Linked DNA regions of Mus musculus: region 2 is linked to region 1. The links are chromatin contacts, called in public HiChIP or PLAC-seq maps. All regions are on one chromosome and are shown on one strand. Each heading gives the region's core, a stretch centred on a gene start, on an enhancer-like site or on the middle of the called end of the contact. The rest is flanking DNA. Distances are from core to core; before and after follow the strand shown.

Region 1 (3,891 bases), core at 1,083-3,582:
CAAGACCAAAGTGATTTCCCATTTCCAGGGAAGTCTGTCCCGAGAGTCAGTAGTGTTTGTCGGGAAAATCACGATGTGCCAAGCACATTAGTCTACTCTGTTTTATTAACCAGGTACATTCTTGGTACAAGCCTACCATTTTCACAATCATAAACCAGACATCAGAGAAAGCAGAATTTCCTCAGGAAAAAAAAAAGTTTTAAAATTGGTGATGTCACCAGGAAGCTCAGGCCAACTCAACCATGTAATCAAAACCCTGATCAGCAACCTCAAGCCAAGGAAAGTGGCGGCTAATCTGATACTTTTTGCTTCAGTAAGGAAGATAAGACACAACTCAAAGCTATACCTGCTCTCTGAATACAGCAGAGGATGTGGAGGTGGGGGTGAGGGCTGGGGTGGGGGCGTGGGGTGGGGGGAGGTGGATTTGGCAGAGATCTGGTCAGCCATAGAGCTTCCTCAGGGAGCCAGAATTGGATTTGGGGCCCTGGCCAAGTTAACATTTTTACAGGTTGGCTCAGTTGCAGTTTGTTAGCCCGCCAGTAATAAACCCATGTGCAAGAATTTAAAGTTTATGAGGCATGGCCTCTTACTGCCTAGGCTCCGGCTCCCTACAGCCAAGCCTTTAAGGAACCTAGCCTAGCCTGGGTGTTAATTGTTTTGTCAATCTGCAGAGTTATTTGAGGAAAAAAAAAATTTTTTTTTTAAAAAAGGCGTTCTACAGACACAAGGGTCTCACTTTTCTTTTGGAGAAACAAAGGAAAGTCATTCTGCTTCTCAGCGTGGACACCCCCATATTCAAGCTGTGGACGTGTGGACCTGGAGTGAGAAGCACTAGAAAATGCTAGGTGGCAGATGCTTTTTGGAAGTCAGCAGAAACTAGAGATTCCCTTCCCACGTTCTCTGGAACTTTACTTAAGGATCCGAGTTTAACAACTTGGGTTTAAACTCCCGAGAAAAATCCCACTGTCCTCTGTAGTCAAAGAGCCCGCTAACCAGCTGATAGATGCCCGAGTCTCATGACACACTGGTGGTTCTCAGTACCGAAATGACCCTCCACTTTTAAGTTTTTGAACTTGAGTGGAGAAAATCGCAACAGAAAGATCAAAATGTGCTTTGATCGCTCGCTCGCTCACTCACTGGTCGGCTTGGGACACAGACTGCCTTCCCCCCTTCCCCCGCGACTCAAGTAATTAACATCCTAGTACCAAGACGCTTGGAGTGAGGGACCTAGTGTTCCCGGTGCGTGATGCCCTCCGCCCAGGTGTGCCAGGCCATTCGCAGGCAGGCTGCAGGGGCGCAGGCCCTCCGGGAATGGCAGGGTTAAGAGTGCATTCCAGCTGCCCGGGAAGAAGGGGGGCGGGGAGGGCAGCCTGGAGAAGAGAAACAGACCGGGTCTGTCTGTCGGAGACACAAAGCACGGTTCACAAAGGGGGCCAGAGAAGGGGCGAAGGGGGCTGCTCAGGGCACGGTTCATCTCCACACCTGCGCGGGGGTTGCGGGAGGAATGTGCACTGCGCATTCCTCTACTGTGGCGGGGCGGGAGAGTTTTCCACGTCGGGGCTGGGTGAGGGGCTCAGCCGCGAGGCACCGAGAGGTCAAGATAAGCAACAACAGTAGCAGCGAGGCACAGAAGAGCTGGACGTTAGTAGGCGCACCGTTGCTCAGCCTTCTCGCGCCCAGCCCAGCCCGGGAGCCACTTTCTACGCCTCCCGAGGATGTGGGGTGGCTCCAAGACGTCCCAGCTCTGCTCTAGACAACCTTCCGATGCGCCACAGTAAAGCGAAGCACGTGTGGTCTTCCGCACTGTGGCTCCATCCAGGCTGGCTCCGGGAGGGGTCTTACCTTTCCCCAGAACTTGGCTCGGCTCCAGGTCAGTTCCTTCCACCTCCAAGGTCACTCCAGCCTCCCCGATGAAGCCCGCTCGGTAGGGCTCGGAGACCACGCTGCGTAGCCAGCAAACCTGAGTGTGAGGGTAGAAGGGTTAAAGAGGAGGCTGAGTCACAGGCATGCCTGGTTCTGTACACCCATTCTTGGGAGTCCTGGGGGGGGGGCCCTCCGGGACAACCTTGGCCCCAAGGAGCACAGCCCTAAGATTCCCCCGACGCCCGCAGCGTGAGAACCCCACCCGCCCTCCAGGGAACAATCCGGGTCAGGACCATGGCAAAGCACTGTGGTACCTGGAGCAGGAGGAGCAGGAAGGCGTGAGGCCCACTAAGAAGCTCCATAACTGAAGGGAGGTGAGAAGGCTGCCGCGACGGTGGGGCGCGCTCTGCTAAGCTCCGGGTGCAGCTTTGAGCACCGCGGCTCGCTGGAGCCCGCGGGAGGAGGCCAGGTGCGCTCAGGTAGCTGCTGATTGGTCCAACGTCACAAGGTCCCGCCCCCTCGCAGGTGGGGTCGAGGCCAGCCTGCCGAAGGCACTCTCGAAGCCCTAAAGGTCCTCCCTGGTGCCCTCCACCGGCCTCCCTGCTCTTCTGGAACTACTTCTGAAAGGTACCCCGTGGCTCTCGCAGTCTCTGGCTTCGATGGAAAATAATCTAACAAAACAAAACCCCCCAATCCACTCCACCTCAGCCTCTGCAGCACGGGAAGACAAATATTCCATTGCTGGCAGCTACAACGGAAAAAAAGTGGAGACGCATCTGAAACCCGACAAAAAAACAGAGGCTCCCCATTCATGCTACCGGAGGCGCTGTGTTCAAAGCTTTGATGAAGGCAGGGCGTGTCTTTACACCCGCTACAGAGGGGTCTGCCCTCTGCCACTTTCTCTACCTCCCACACTAGGCCGGGGAGGGGCAGGGGCGGGGGCGGGGGAGCGCTCCCGGGTTTTAAAAGTGGCATCGAGGTCTCAAAGGACCGCGCTACGCGATCTGATACACGTGTGAGAGAATAGTAACTTCCGTTTGCAGCTGGACAAATGGAAGGCAGCTAGTACAGAAAGTCCCAGAGTTTGGAAGCCATAGTAACTTCAAAGGGCTTGAGGTAGGGCACAAGCTATTTGTTATCAGCCCCATTATTTCTGGCACCCCCAATATAAATGTTTTCTTTCTCCAAATATAATTGTTTCCTTAATTTTATGTTAAATGCAAACAATGGAGATTTTTGCGTTATTTATTATTGTCATGTATGAATGGCCCATCGCACACATGTGAAGGTCAGAGGACGACTTTGTGGAGTTGGTTCTCGCCTTCCTCCTTTAAATGGATTCTGGGATTGAACTCAGGTCGTTAGGATTGTGCATTACCTGCTGGGCCCAAACTTTTTTTTTTAACACTTATTTATGTATTTATTTATTTTATGTGAGTACACTGTCGCTGTCTTCAGACACACCAGAAGAGGGCATCAGATCCCATTACAGATGGTTGTGAGCCACCATGTGGTTGCTGGGAATTGAACTCAGGACCTCTGCAAGAGCAGCCAGTGTTCTTAACCTCTGAGCCATTTCTCCAGTGTGCTTTACCTGCTAAACCATCTCCTTTGTCCGTTTTTTGTGTTTGCTTGTTTGTGTGGTTTTTTTTTTTTTTTCTTTTGTTTTGAGGCAGACTCTCACATTGTAGTCTCAGGCTGGCCTTGAATTCATTCAAACCTTCTGTCTCTGGCTCCTAACTGCTGGAATAAAAGACAATGACCCACAATGACCAGCTTAACAATGATGACTTTTTAAAAAAAGTGTAATGTGTCTCAGGCTGGCCTGAAACTATGCACCTGGGATGGCCTTGAACTTCCGATTCTCCTGCCTCTACCTTCCTAGTACTAAGACCTTGTACCTAGTACTAAGACTTGCCACCCCATGCACAGGTTCCAACGGCCCCATTCCCCGTGCCCTTTCCCTGTAAAGGCATCTCTCCCCCATCCCCTGCCCCTCCTCTCTGCAATGCTGGAGATTGAACGCAT
Region 2 (3,514 bases), core at 234-2,733, 550 kb before region 1:
GACATTCATTTATAAGGAAACAAAACAAAACAAAAACTATATTGAAACAGCTGTATCTTTGAGAACTGTGAAAGGAGCCAAGAAGTCAGTCTCCGAGCTGCTGACTGAAACTTCATCCTTTCCAGTGGGTACCTGGCATTTGCCGTGATGGATGGCTACCGTGGCTACTCACCAGAGGAATGTCCGCCATGGAATAGACAACCACTCCCTGGTACTGAGATGTGTTCTCAGTAATTCGACCCAGACCGGATTTCAACACATGGTTTCCATACAAGAAGGACTGCTCTGCTCCCGGCTTTACCCACACTTTATACTGAAAGAGAGTTAAAAGCCAAGACACAAGGATGTTGGGCTATATCCCTAAATGCGGATTAGCAGCTGCTTCCGAGTTTAAGGAGAGGTGGGGAACCTTTAAGTTGTTTGGACCCCCCCCCCACTTTTTTGTTTTTGTTTGTTTGTGGGTTTTTTGTTTTTTTTTGAGACAGTGTTTCTCTGTGTAGCCCTGGCTGTCCTCGAACTCAGAAGTCCGCCTGTCTCTGCCTCCCAAGTGCTGGGATACCCCAATTTTTGATCTTTCACCATGGAGTTCCTTCCTCAACCTAACATCGAAATTCAACCTTACATCGAAATGCTCACATAATCAGCAATTTCCTTTTTTTTTCCCCTTGGACCCTAGGATCACCCTCACCACTGGCACTTGTGTCTTCGTCTCTGCTTTCTGAGATCCAGCTGACACGGTGGAGGCCTGTTTTCCTGTAGACAACTAGGCTATGCAGCTCCATGGCCATAACCCTTCCTAAACGTGTCCAAGCAGCAATATCGACAAACAACTTCTTAGGCTGACGCTGTCCAGAAACTCGTTGGAAAGAATCTGTGCTCTGACCTGGCCGCCGTCACCCGGGACTTCATCCCGGATGGCAACCTGGAGACCAGGCCCCCACAACGTACCTTGGCATAGGGGGCCAGGTAATCCAGAGCTGTCACGTGCAAGCGGAACTTGTGGGTCTTGGTAAACTTCCCAAAACACGTCCCCAGCGACACGAGCTTGTCTCCGGAGATGTTGGCGGCCAGCTTCAGCATCATCTCACTACAGGGGCGCGGGAGGAAGGTACCCGGTGACGACCAGGGATGGATGCACGCCTCCAGCCCGCCACGCAGTGGGCAGCACGCCCCACCTCACCTCACATAGTACACTCGGTCGTTGTGCAGCCGGAAACAGTACGTGCCGTCGGGTCTGTCCACTAGGAGTTGAAGGTTCTCTCCGATGCTGAGGGCAACAAGACCAGCGTCTGAGCCGGGACCGTCCCGCCCCGGAGCCGCATCCCCACTCCCCGCACGCCCGTCCCTCATCCGCCTCTCCAGTTCTTACTACTTCGCGATCTTCTCAAACATGACCCGGGTCTCTTCTTCAGTCAAGGGCCTCATCTTGCCGCTTGCTTGGCTCCCGGGAATCCTCGTGCCTGGAGAGCCGGAAGCGGAAGTCACTTTCCCACCCGCCCACTTCCTGGGGTCCACGAACGCGTGTCTCTCTAGCCTAATTCTCCGTGATCTTTGCGCAGCCGCCGCCTACCGTGGCGGACTTCCGGGGACCGAAAGCCGGCTAGATGAGAAACCATAGAGACGGGAAATGTTTCCCCCAATCGTTTCCGTTTCCCAGGAGCGAAACCGGCTCTGAAGAGGAAGTGACGGTACCGTGCTTGAGAGATGGCGGCCGCTCTCCCTCTCCAGCCCTCCACGACCGCTTCGGCCACGACGACAGCCACGGCCGTCGCGCTGGGGGAGGTGGAAGATGAGGGCCTCCTGGCGTCGCTATTCCGGGACCGCTTCCCCGAAGCTCAGTGGCGTGAGAAGCCCGACGTGGGCCGCTACCTCCGGGAGCTGAGCGGCTCCGGGCTGGACCGGCTGCGGCGCGAACCCGAGCGCTTGGCGGAAGAGCGGGCCCAGCGGCTGCAGCAGACGCGCGACCTGGCTTTCGCCAACTACAAGACGTTCATTCGCGGGGCCGAGTGCACCGAGCGCATCCACCGGCTCTTCGGCGACGTGGAGGCGTCCCTCGGGCGCCTGCTCGACCGTCTGCCCCGCTTCCAGCAGAGCTGCAGGTGCGGCTGGCCTGATGGGGACGGGCGCGTCATTGTATCTGCCAGGACGCTATCGTCATGACCCAAGCGTAGTGTACAGGGCTCTCTCCTGATTGCCTTGTTAATCCACTTAAACTTCACAGCAGCCATCTAGGTAGGTAGCGTCATTATTTTACAGACGAGGAAGTCGAAGTGAAGTGACTTGTCCAAGAACACAGCTAGTAAGTTTCCAAGAATTGGAAGCTAGGAGTCCACTACTCCCTCATAGGCTGTTGTTTAAATAATAAACATTCAGCCAGTCTTATTGACACTTGTGATCCCAGTATTCGAGTCACAGAGTCATCATCCTAGTCTGAGTATTGAATTCATGGACAGCCTGAGCTACATGAGACATTCAAACAAACTAAAAAATGTATGCATCCGGGCGGTGGTGGCGCACGCCTTTAATCCCAGCACTTGGGAGGCAGAGGCAGGCGGGTTTCTGAGTTCAAGGCCAGCCTGGTCTACAGAGTGAGTTCCAGGACAGCCAGAGCTATGCAGAGAAACCTTGTCTCGAAAAACCAAAAATAAATAAATAAATAAAATTATGCAAGGCAGTTCATTGAGCCTGACATAGTTAACCCTATATAAATGTGGGCTGGAGGTGCTCAGCTTCAAAATGTCCATCGATAGGAAGCTGACAGATCCTATTTGTCATTGTAGGTTGTCAAAAAGCATTTCCTTTTTAAGCTATGTTACATTTCTAGGCCCTCGATCTAATACACTTAGTTCTGCTATCCAGCAGGTCAATTTTTCTTTGGAAGCTTGGATATTAAAAACAGGTTGTGTACCCCATATGTCTGAAAAGAGATTCAGGACTGCATAAAGCGAGTTTCTGGAATTACTATAGAAAAGTGGAGAAAGTTTAAGTGGGAGCGCGAAAGATACATAGCAGCACATAACATGAAGACCTGAAGAATCTTAGGGCAAAAGTGTGGCTTATAGAGTGGTTAGTGCTCTATTAGAAAAATATTAGTAGCTACTTTAAAATGTGTATCTCACCTGCATGTATGTCTGTGCACCATATGTGCCCAAAGGAGGTTAGAAGAGGGTGTCAGATATCCTGGGACTAGAATTATAGGTGGTTGTGAGCCACTAGGTATATGTGTTGGGACCTAAGCTGGGGTCCCCTGCAAGAGCAGTGATCACAGAGCCACTTCTCCAGCCTTAAGTCCAGCTAGTAAGGGATTTGTAGACGCTTTCCATACATTTACTTTATGTAAGGTCTTACATACATGCCATCTTGCCTGTCTCTAACATTCACACCAATGAAAAGACAGGTCCAGAGAAGCCAAGTACCTTGCCGTAACATAGACCTCCTTCGTGAGACCTAGAGCAGTTCAGTCCCAAATGTTGACAGTCTGGGCAGCCAATATAAATCTACAAGCCATTTTTAA

Evidence for each region. HiChIP or PLAC-seq counts read pairs in DNA pulled down with a chosen protein or histone mark.
Region 2: a contact with region 1 is called in an H3K4me3 HiChIP or PLAC-seq map of bone marrow-derived macrophages, with 2.5 times the contacts expected there. The contact joins the promoter of Nip7 here to the promoter of Cdh3 in region 1. A contact is called at or near these places in 1 of 39 promoter capture datasets (the SN4741 cell line) and 1 of 115 datasets of contacts at active chromatin or transcription factors (bone marrow-derived macrophages).

Annotation. Positions count from the first base shown.
Region 1 is chr8:106,509,293-106,513,183 of GRCm38.p6, reverse strand. It overlaps Cdh3 (cadherin 3), which reads right to left and starts at 2,332. Exons shown (of 16, transcript NM_001037809.5): 1 at 2,178-2,332; 2 at 1,843-1,960. The coding sequence starts at 2,225.
Region 2 is chr8:107,054,846-107,058,359 of GRCm38.p6, reverse strand. Nip7 (NIP7, nucleolar pre-rRNA processing protein) reads right to left here and starts at 1,483. Exons shown (of 5, transcript NM_025391.2): 1 at 1,370-1,483; 2 at 1,181-1,267; 3 at 949-1,087; 4 at 173-313. The coding sequence starts at 1,425. Cog8 (component of oligomeric golgi complex 8) reads left to right here and starts at 1,623. Exons shown (of 5, transcript NM_139229.4): 1 at 1,623-2,099. The coding sequence starts at 1,705.